2 separate regions of the Mus musculus genome follow, and region 1 is linked to region 2. A link is a contact called in public HiChIP or PLAC-seq data. All regions are on one chromosome and are shown on one strand. Each heading gives the region's core, a stretch centred on a gene start, on an enhancer-like site or on the middle of the called end of the contact. The rest is flanking DNA. Distances are from core to core; before and after follow the strand shown.

Region 1 (5,181 bases), core at 942-3,441, 97 kb after region 2:
AAAGGAAAGGAAGAGAGGCCCCAGGGCACAGTGGAGCCAGGCTGGAGCTACAGATGAGGGACCTGATCCAGAGGATACAGCCAGACACTAGCCCTGGGCTGTATAAGCACTCAGATGCCAGGCCAAATCCCACAGGCCTGCCTCTGCTCAAAACACACGGGCTGGCCTGCACCACCACCATGAAAGCCAGAAGCGAATAAGGGCCAGGGTCAATGGAGCGGCAGAAGCAACAGAAAGGCAGGCCCTGGGTGACAGGGTCACACCAGGCTTCCTCAGAGGCCCTGGTAGCAGAGGGGACAGGGAGAAGGGAGTGGCACCAAGACCCACAGCATCCTCAAAGCACAGAGGTGAGCAGAGCGTCCATCACTGCTGCCATGCTGGAAGTGAAGGGGACCTGCTGGAAAAGCCACTGAAATTGTGCTCAGAGGAGGAGCCAGCTCACATTCAGATGCCCCTGTGAGCACCCACAGTTCAGAGGGCTAGAGAGGTCTGGGCACTGGGGAGCTAGTTTTAAGTGAATGGGGGTCATCTCGGGTAAAAGAAACTTCAGCCCATCCCTCTGGCCAGGACTCCAAAGACCTCTGGGTAAGTGTCTACTGAGTCCCATGGCGCCCTTTGGGCCACTGGTACAGGTTCCTGGGTCCCCTATGACCTCCACTGACCTAACCACATCCATGCATCCCATCACTTCCGACTGGACTGCCCCAACCTTCACAGCACCATCCACCAGCTTGACATAAAGACTTGCTCTAGGTCCTCCTGCGCCCCACCTTAAAACCTCCATGGGATCTCACACCATAAGCTCCAGAATACCCTTCTCATCTGCAAGCCAGTTACCCACCTTCTTCACACACACACACACACGCACGCACGCACGCACGCGCACACACACACACACACACACACACACACACCTGCAAATAGTTCAGAACTGACTCAGGCCCTTCACTGCGTAACTCCCCTGGTCTCCTTAACATCCTATACCAGACCTAAAGTCCAGCATGGCCTCCCAAGAAGCCATGCCTATGCAGGGATTATCTCTGTGCCTGGGCAGGAGGGGGTGCCGGGGCAGCACGTTCTTAGCCCATCTGGGCAAAAGGCAAGCTTTTCCCTCCCTGGGTTGACCCAGAGCCCCAAAGCCTAGGATGAACACACTTCTGATTCTAGCGATGGTTACAGCCCCCTCACTGCCCTGTATCCTGCTCCACAAGACAAGGCCTCTGCTTGCAACAGCATCCCCCCTTGATGCCAGATACCTAAAATCAAGGCTAATCCAGAGCCACCCCAGAAAACCAACCAGGAAATACCATGGCCCCATGGTGACATCCACTCCCAGGCAGTGCTGGTGGCTGCCCTGAGATGTCTACCCTTCTGTAGTCCAAATAAGCAGACTTTCCCCTTGAAGGGAGAATCAAGAGCCATAGCAATGCAAGGGCAAGATCTGCAGCAAAGGCCTGGCCCAGGCAACCAGCTGGCATCTATAGAGACAGGGCGTGACCTGAGTCCCACATGTCACCTGCAGGAGCCAGAGATTCATGGGTTGTGAGGGGGAGCAAAGCCACCTGAAGGGCGCAGGGAGTCAAGATGATCCCTGTGGTTAAACATGAGATTAAGGGATACGCCAAGAAGGAGCAGGGGAAAACGGAGGTGGGGAGAACGCCAGCATCTCCAAGTCACTGCAAGCCAGGCTGCAGATAACAGAAGACACTCCCACCACCATAGAGACACCGTACACTAAGGCTGGCCTCTTGGGAGCGCCCATGGAATCTAACTCAAACAGGCTGCTGCTCTGCTACCTGATTTAAAAAAAAAAAAAAAAATGCCAGCTCACCCAACACCTGAGCCAAGGCTTCTCTCCTCAACCTCACACATGCAGAGAGAACAGCATGCTGAACCTTCTTCCTTCCCTAGACACTCCCCACCCCCACACAAAGAACAAGGACCATGAAGCTGAAACCTGAGAAGATACCAAGGGGGCAGCAGGAGGCAATTTACAGCTGGGAAAACTGAGCCCTTGGCCAGATGTGGGCCCTGGGCAGGAGGGGGTGGGCTTAACTCTGGGCCTAAGGGCCTAGAGGGGCTCCCCTCTCAGGTCAGCAGCAGCCAGACTTGGTGCTGAGCTGAGAGTCCAGTGAGAGTAGAGAAGAGCAGGACAGGGCAGTGGCCAGGACCTACCCACCTATGGTGCTGGTGACTCAGAGCCATCAGCCAGGGTGAGACATGGGGAGCAGGGTAGGAGAAAGGGAGGCAAAGAGAAGAAGGAACAGAGGGGAGAGGCCAGGAGGAGGTCTGCTGGCTACAACAGAGGTAGAGGGCTTCTTCCCACTCAGGGATCCCGGACGTGGTCAGGAAGAACCAGCTAGAGACCTGCTCACTCTTAGCCAAGCCCTAGGCTCCATCGCCTCCTGAGCACAGAGGGTGTGGATCTCCGGGGCCTCTTGCAGCACTAGACCCTGGAACAAGAGCCAATCCGATACAATCACAATACCAAAGCCAGAAGCCAGAGAACCAGCAAGAACTACCCTTCACCACCAACACAGGATAAACGAAGGACCGAGAGGCCTGGAGAGGTCAAGCGCTATCCTGAAAGTCACACAGCCAGTGAGCAGTACAGTCAGGACCCAGATACCTAAAGTTGGGCTCAGAGACCCAAACTCCCCTCCTCACCAGCCCAGCACAGCCCAGCTCAGCTAAGGGAAGAAAGCTGCCCACTTCAAGAACATCTATGAGGCTGGGAAAAAAAGGGGGTAGGAAGCCAACCCCACTAAGGAAATGCATGCAAAACTCCCTCTGACAAGTAGTGGAATTATTTCCATTGGAAAAAAAATTAATGAAAAACCCTCCCTTACCAGACCCCAGGGGTATTTGGCTGTAAGCTGATGTAATAGGGAGAAAAGAAGCCAAGGGGAAGGAACCCCCCCCCCTACACACACACACACACACACACACACACACACCAGCACGCCTTCTGCCAGAAGCACAACAGGGAAGCTGCAGCTGGAGTTGGGGGGACACAAGCCAAGCAGGATGTTGGAGGCTTGGAAGGAGGCCTAACGCAGCCAAGCTGGCTGGCTGGCTGGCTGGGAGGGAGGGAAGCAGAAGCCTTTGAAATGGGAGCACATGGCGGTACTCCGCTGAGCCCCACATGCAGGTAGGCCCTGGGTGGACACAGACACCAGCACAAAGCCTGTGGAGGGCAGTGGAAGGTGTCTGTGACAAAGCCGGCTGCAGGCAGAGCCGAGAAGCAAAAAGAAGGGGCTGGGAGCCAGGACATCAGGAGGTCAGGACATAACCTGGGATTCGAAGGTGTATACTGGTAGGGAAAAGGACTGTACAAGGACCTCCTTACTGAGCCTGTCACACAGATGGAGGACCGCTGATAAAGTAGGCACGCCTACACAAGGACCTAGGACCCCCACCCCAGCCTGGAACCTCAAAAATACCCAGCAGAGGGCACTGACATGAAGTCATGCCACCATTGCCCCCATCGTGGACAGTGCTTCCACACGGGGAGGCCACCTAGAATGGGGTCCCAGAGAGAGCAACTACCATGGGTAGGGTCTGGGCAGCAACACTAGCTCGATAGGCCAGTTAGAAGTGCAAGGCACACCACCAAACACTCTCATCCCCTACCAGATGCCTACATAGCATCACTAACCAGCGGAAGGCTCTGGCAGCTGGGGCCACCTGGTATCTCCATAGAACAACTAGGGTCCCATCCCTGGCTATGTTTGGGGTACAGACTAATAGGGTACTTAGAGGTAGTAGGTGGGGGTGGTGACAGATCGTGTCCCCATTTCTGGCATCCTGGGAGAATTTCTCTTTCACCCACTAACCCCGCCACGTGCAAAGCTGATCATTACAGGAAGAATAAAAAATGTCCCAGCCTCCGGATCAATGGCCAGTTCAGCGTTTTATCTTGGAAACGTTGAAAATACCCTTGACCTCTCTGAGACTCCAGTTCACGCCATGGGTCTCAAGAGGACAGCCCAGTCCTTGACACAAAACTGTAGGAAAGACATATGAGCCCTGACGCCAGACAAAAACTGCAGACCCAGAAACAACACTCAGAGCACTGAAGACTGAACCTGAAATGGGGTGTGGCTTGGCATCCTGTGGGACTACCCTGCAGAGATCTAAGGCTACACGTGGCTATGACCAGCTGTGGGATGGGGGACTACACCCAGGGGTTGCTGGGAGTAGATGGGCCATGAAATCGGCAGACTCCGCCCACTTCTGGACTCAAGCTGAGCTTCCAGGGAGTTTGCTAGTGCTGTATGTCCCTGCTGCAGGAAAGCTCTGTCCTTGATCTTACAGCACTGCTCTTCCCAGGCTAGTCCTGCCCTAGGCATGACCCCTCCCTCCATGTCTGGCACCAACCACACAGGCTGCCAAGCTGAGGTGGAGGTGGGCAGTCTCAGTTTCCTCAGAGCCCAGTTCTCTGCTTCTGGGCCCCACACAGCCCTGCAACGCACAGCTAGAGTGTAGTCTACAGCAGGAACACCCTACAAAGGGTGTTTGGCCACAGGTAGGGTGCTGAAAGGCCACCTCCAAGCCTGTGACAGTGTCCTGAGACAGCCACTTCTCAAAAGTAGACTGATGCGGCTTCATCTCACTCAGCCTTGCCTCAGAACCATCTAAGAACCTGTGACAAATGTGATTTGAGACTGAGGCAGAGGGCCACATGGCCAGGAAAGCTAGACTGAGTAAAACAACCTGCTGGAAAAAACCAACAGGTTTCCTGCTGCCATCTAGTGGCCAGCACATGGAAGAGCAGGCACCACAACAAGGCCACCAAGAAGTCTCAGGGGCTATATCCCCCTCCCCAACAAGTCCAGACTGAGACTAGGTGACCACAAGTAGAACCCACACAGGAGTCGTGAGTGCCAGATAAAAAAAAAAGTGCAACACCCTCACAAAACAGAAGACCTGCCAGATGTCCATCCAAGGGCTTAGGAGAAAGGGCAGAAAGGCTGGAATGGCGATTGGCCTGAATCGGCAGGCAGCAAAGCATGATGTCAGTCCTGACCATGCCTACTGTCCTGGGTGGCCTTTCCTCCTCTCCTCCTCTGGTTCCTTTCAGCTGTTCTTCCTGTCACTTGCCACAGCCAGGGGCCCCCAGGCTGCGCACTTGTCTTCATGCAGCCCCTCCTTCCCCCATCTGTGCCAGCATCACTGTCT
Region 2 (5,621 bases), core at 761-3,260:
TGCCAAAATCCTACACTCTTGCCAAGCAGGAGGGTTGTATTTCTGGCTGCACATCTCAAAATGCTGGACTCGAGAAGGCTTCCCAGACCAACAGCTGACTCCGGCTGTGATGATAAGCCTATCCTGGGTTTGGCCCGAGCCTTGGGTGTACAGTAGGAGGGGCTCTGTCCCTGTCCTGGAGTGCAGGGCAGCTATATAAGGACAGCCATATAAGGGCATGGGACTAGGGGGGAGCCCAGGGGGCTGGGGTTTCTCCTGGCCCCAGCAGAAGCTCACAGTGTGCACCTGCCGTGGATAAACATTCCTGCCTGCTTGCCATTCCTCGGCCTGGAATGGGCTTCCCTTTCTTGCTGCCACCGCATACCCTCTAACAGGGTACTACGCCTCACCTGCTCCGAAAGCCTAGCCAGCAGCCCCGCCCTCTCCAGTCACACCGGACCGGCCCTAGAGGGCACAGGGATAATAGTGCCCATGTGGGAATCCGAGTGGCAGGCCTGAAAGCATGGAGGTACGGCAAGGAACAAGAGGCGGGGTTGTATGTGTGTGTCTGAGTAGTAGAGGCTAGAGAGCCATCTTGCACATCTTTCTCGATTGCACCCCACTTTATTTTCTGAAGCAGGGTCACTCGGAAGCTGGAGGTCACTGATCTGGCTAGGCTGGCTGGTCCTGTCCCAGACTCTTGGTGCTTGGGTCAAAACCACAAAGTGTCTCACTGTACTTTGCACATGAGTGCTGGGCAGCACGGCTCAGGGTCTCAGGCTTGTGTGGCAAGGACTACACTTACTGATCCATCAGCCTTGTGGGTGGGTTTTAGGTGTGTGAACGAGGCAGCAGTTTGCGGAGGCTGTGCATCCTCCATGAAGCCCAGAGGACAGAACAGGGACCAAGCGATAAAACCTATGAGGCAAGAAATGACTTAACTTCTCTTGCCCAGAGACCAGAGCAAATCAACGTGTTAGCTAAGCAGGGGGCCCTGCCATTAGGGGGTCTAAGGAAAGCCCAGGGCTCTCTTTCTGGACAGGAGCTGCTCTGGCCCCAGCCACCTCTTACTCTGCATTTCTGTATTCTACCATTGGTTCCCCGGCTCACCCACCTCTGTACTCTGAGACTATGTGTGGTGCTGACTGACCCAGGACTCCTGGGGTATATGAAAAATCACTGCCCGGGGTCCCCATCTTTTAAGCTAGTGTCCTTTGTAACTGAAGAATCTCCTTCACATCTCTATTAACACCAACAAGTGAGCAGCGGCTCGCTCAGGAGAACAGAATTGGGGGTGGCGGGGGGGGGGGTGGAGAGGAGGATTTTAATGTCCACTGATTTATCCCCCTCAGTTCTTCCTTACACATTAGATTTATATTCAGATGTGAACTTTTATTTTTTTAAGCACCGACTTCCTGCTGGCGTGGTGGTACACACCTATGATCCCAGCACTTAGAAAACTGAGGCAGAAGGGAATTGAATTCAAGTCAAGTTTGGGCTACGTACTGAGACCTTGTCTCAAAAAATCCCTAAGAAGAAAAGAATAAAGCAAAGAAAGAACCAACATCCTTTCCTTTATCTCGAGCCTGTCCATCATTCAAGATCAGTTACTCACAACCAGCCTGTCCCCTCCTCTTTCTTACAACCAGGGACCCTCACACAGAACATTTTTTTTCTCATCTCTACCCCCTGGGCTCTGGAAGTTAGCCCAGGCACAGGTATGTACTAGTTCTGCACCTAGATCTAAGATGACCCCCAAAGCCCAGACGTAGGAGGGGGAAGGAGAGAAGAGAAAAGTTCAGGTGTGAACAGCTTTCTCCTGCTTTCTCCCCAACGCTACTCCCAGGCCCAGGCCCCTTCTCCTGGGCAGCCTAACATGCACTGTTATCAACCTGGGTATTCCCCAGACCTGGAAGGTTACAGCAGGCACGGAAGGCTAAGAGCCCAGCTTCACATACCTCAAGGGCTATGTCATGGCACCAGGAAAGGCTCTGAGTCACAGATATGGTCCTTGATCCACCCTCTTAAGACAGTGTATTTGACTGCCAACAAGCTGGCCTCAGCATGAGCAAGCTGGCCTGGGTGACAGAGCAGGGATGAGACAGAGCTCCTGGCTTCTCTAACCAGCGGGACAATCTTGGATGCACAGCACATGGCTGACAGAGAGAAGGTCAGAGGTTCTCAGTTCTGGGTGCTCTGACAGGAACAGGAAATCATTTCATACAGGAAACACACCAGACACCCTCAAGAAAGCTGTAGACGTGAGCCACGGGGCGACTCTACTGTGGTGGGGGACTGGATCAAAGTGTGCACAACCACGGACAACGAGAAGAACCACACAACCCTGCCTAGCGGATCTCAAAATATAACCTCAGGCTTCTCACGAAGCCAGCCAACACCATCTGAACACAAGCAAAGGGCAAGCCGGCTTTTCATGAAGGCAAGAGGCTTGTCACCATGCTGATGGCACAGGCTCTATGAAGGGAGCGTGGACACACCCATCATGGGAGAACCAGCAGATGGCCCTTTCCCACCCTGCTCAATTTACAGGTCACCATGGCCCAGGGAGGTGTTCTGAGCTCGTGTGGCAAGTTGAGGATACATCATACCCCACCTTTCTCCACGTCCCTCCACCTCAGCTAGGCTGGGACCCAATGTCCCTTGCTCCACTGCTGGAACACGCAAATGCTTTGAGAAAAAGAAAACTGAAAACTATTTCTCTCCTGTGGCAGAAGTCAATGCTCCCTTTCTACTTTGAGGATGGAGGCCCAGGAACTGCTCTAAGGACATCCTCCCTGGCCTCTGCACCTCCCTTGGCCAAGCCCTGAGAGGCAGAAATGAGCCTGGCATCTTCCAGATCACTCTACCAAACTGGCAGGTGCAAGAAATGTGCTTTGGTCCAGGCGTCTGCTTGCGTGCTTGCTTGCTTGCTTGCCTGCCTGGCAGCTCAAGGATGGCCCAATCAGAGTGTTGAAGAGTTCCAGAACCAGGCGCTGCCAGCAGGAAACAAAGGCATAGGACCTCCTGGGGATGGAGGGGAGTGGAGTGGTACCTAAGGACGCTGGCAGTGTCTTCATCTCTTCATCTCAGGATCTCTTAGCGTCTATACAGAAATTACTCTACAGCATGAACATCCTATGGCTTCTTCTAAGAGCAGTGTGGCCTCTAGAAGTCAGGGATACCCAGAATGGAGGAACCGAGGTGCAGAGTAGAAATGAGTGTTTGGTGTCACTGGAGCTCAGGGCTTCCTGCTGCGAGGCCAGGCTGGGCTCACAGCCCTCCAAAGGAATGAGGAACAGAGCCCTGGAAAGGAAGACCCTTAGGGCTCCCAACTGGCGGGAAGAAGGTCCTGGTGGTACAAATCTAGTGGACCACATGCTTGCCTTCTGCGCTGTTGGCGTCCGTGGGACCTGGCTCCTGCTGGTCCTTTCTCATCATTTGGCTTTCAAAGTGTGACTAAAGAGACTATCAGCCACATGGTCCCCTTCAGGGGGCTGCTGGGGGGCTCACCATCTGGAGGGCCCCACTGCCACCGATGTTGACTGTCTGCCTGCGGCACAGGGTCGGGTGCAGCGGTGAGAGGGACTTGCCAGCACTCCTCCCAAAGCACACACTGCCTGGTGGCTTCTGGGAAGGGACAGCCATGCCACCAGCTGCCTCTCTGCTCCTGGGATCTGTCTACCCCATACCATCTGGGGAGGGCTAGAACCCAAGACCACGGCTGTGACCTGGCCTCCTACAAGCTAGACAAACAGGCAGAAGGTGAGGCGTTCAGCATCCCAGCTCCTGAAGTATCTGGAGCCCTGGAGGAAATGGTGAGAGGCTGTTCAGACTGGGACAAAAGAGAAAGCTAGTTTACTCATCTTTAGAGACCCAGGCCTTTGTGGCTGACAGCCTCTTGAGGAAGGGGAAGAGTCTGGGTCAAGAAGATGAAGCCACAAGACATTAAACAGCCTCAAGTGAGGATCTGTTACCTTAGAGGACACTATTTGGGGTCAACTGTCCCCAACAGGGCCTACTGTTGAAACTGACACCCAGAGGTCCCCAGCAGGCAAGAATCCAGGGTCCGACCCTGAAGAAGCTTGGGACTGTGGGTCAAGGCTTCATCTGGAAACCTTAGCTTTCTAGAGGGAAGAACTGCACAGGAGACAGAGGAGCCCTGGCATGGTTAAGTAGAGGTTGCACAGTCTCTAATGCTTCTCAGAGGCCGTAGGATAGAGCACCATCACCCCCTGCCTAACATGGGCTATCAGGCCAGGGTCTCTAACTGCCTTACAGCCTATTCCTGTGAGACAGGAAACCAGTGAGGCCCTCACTGTCTTCCTCAGCCTCCCCAAACAAAGCCAGCCCACAGAGAGGGTGCTGAGAGGGGGGCAGTGTGGCAGAAGCCTAATGTCTGGCTGTTTCCTGCTGGCTGGTTCCCCTAGGCAATCTTCCCTGGCTGTGATCTGGTCCAGCACTAAGATGTTTTAGCTAACAACACTATCTCCACAGCTCAGGCATGGCTCAACCCATAGATGGGGATGAGTGGCCAGGGTAACTCTCAGGGAGGAACATGGCCCTGAGTCACACAGCTGCCATGACAGCCAATGCTTGTGAAAACTGAGTGCATCTCTCAGCTGCCCTGGGTATCTTTTCTTGAAAATTGAGGAACAAAAGCAGTCATGCCTTCCTGGGAGTTCTGGGGCTTCACTGAGGTGGTGGGAGTGTGCACCTAAGCCTAGGCCTGGGCCCAACCCATGGAAGGAACTCTGAAAATGACATCGTCACTTGATGGGTCCCTGGACCCATGAAGATGGAAAAGCTCCTGGAAGATTGACACATCACCACATGGGCTCATTGGATGTCTCTGTATTGAGTTACTAGGCTTTTCTTTTTCTCTTGTCTTTTCTTTTGGAAAAGTGGTATTAATACAATATCCAAGCTGATCTCAAATTCCTGGACTCACTGGCTCCTCACAAAGGAAGGAGCTACAGGTGGGCCCCACTGCACGCTGCAAGGGTTATTTGTCTGTATTAGATTTTAATGCTGGTCGAGGACATTGTCCTTGATCCCTTATTACCAAACACTCTGACTTTCTTAGGCTAATGTAGAGGCTATACTAGGAGACTTGGGGTCTTGGTTTACAGGACTCTTCTAGATCTGCCACTGTGGAATAAGGGAATTTGGGCTTCAGCTACGACAAAGGGACCCATGACACCCAGCAATCAGGGCACCACAATATTCCATGGCATACAAATACCCTTGGAGATCACCCACACAGACATGAGCACAAAGGCTCTGAGAGGAAATAACTTGTCAAAGATGTCACCAAGGGAGAGCTGGGGCTCTGAACACAGTAACCTGTCACTCTGCGTGGGACACGGCTCACACCTAACCACCGCCTAGTTCCTTGTCTGTCCGTCACACCGTCCACACAAGGCTTTGTGCTCTGCCGTCTGCTGAGGAACACAGAGGTGGAGGGGCTGTCTCTATCCTCTGAGGGCTGACAGACAGAGGGGGAAAAGCACCTTGCAGTAGGAATCCTGGTTCCCCCTGGGCTCAGCAGAACACATCTTGGGGGCTGTCCTGGCTGCGGGTTAGGACTTGCTAGATCAAGTGGGAGAGGACTAGTGTGGCAGGTGTCAAGGGCTCTGGACACC

Evidence for each region. HiChIP or PLAC-seq counts read pairs in DNA pulled down with a chosen protein or histone mark.
Region 1: a contact with region 2 is called in an HNF4G HiChIP or PLAC-seq map of pancreatic cancer cells. The contact joins two enhancer-like sites. A contact is called at or near these places in 5 of 39 promoter capture datasets (cranial neural crest, frontonasal cranial neural crest, liver and 2 more), 12 of 484 Hi-C or Micro-C datasets (astrocytes, cerebellar granule neurons, cerebral cortex and 5 more) and 10 of 115 datasets of contacts at active chromatin or transcription factors (CD8 T cells, DN3 thymocytes, the NIH/3T3 cell line and 5 more).

Annotation. Positions count from the first base shown.
Region 1 is chr6:128,086,935-128,092,115 of GRCm38.p6, forward strand. It overlaps a transcript of Tspan9 not described here. Among named protein-coding and RNA genes, the nearest start is that of Gm52879, 12 kb to the right of the region's middle. Within about 2 kb of position 2,192, at least 66 of the 459 cell types and tissues checked have an H3K27ac peak or open chromatin away from gene starts, as enhancers often do. A contact at or near this core is called in embryonic fibroblasts, muscle stem cells and pancreatic cancer cells, where this site is marked.
Region 2 is chr6:127,989,736-127,995,356 of GRCm38.p6, forward strand. All of the region lies in intron 1 of Tspan9 (tetraspanin 9), which reads right to left. Among named protein-coding and RNA genes, the nearest start is that of Tspan9, 43 kb to the right of the region's middle. Within about 2 kb of position 2,011, at least 117 of the 459 cell types and tissues checked have an H3K27ac peak or open chromatin away from gene starts, as enhancers often do. A contact at or near this core is called in embryonic fibroblasts, muscle stem cells and pancreatic cancer cells, where this site is marked.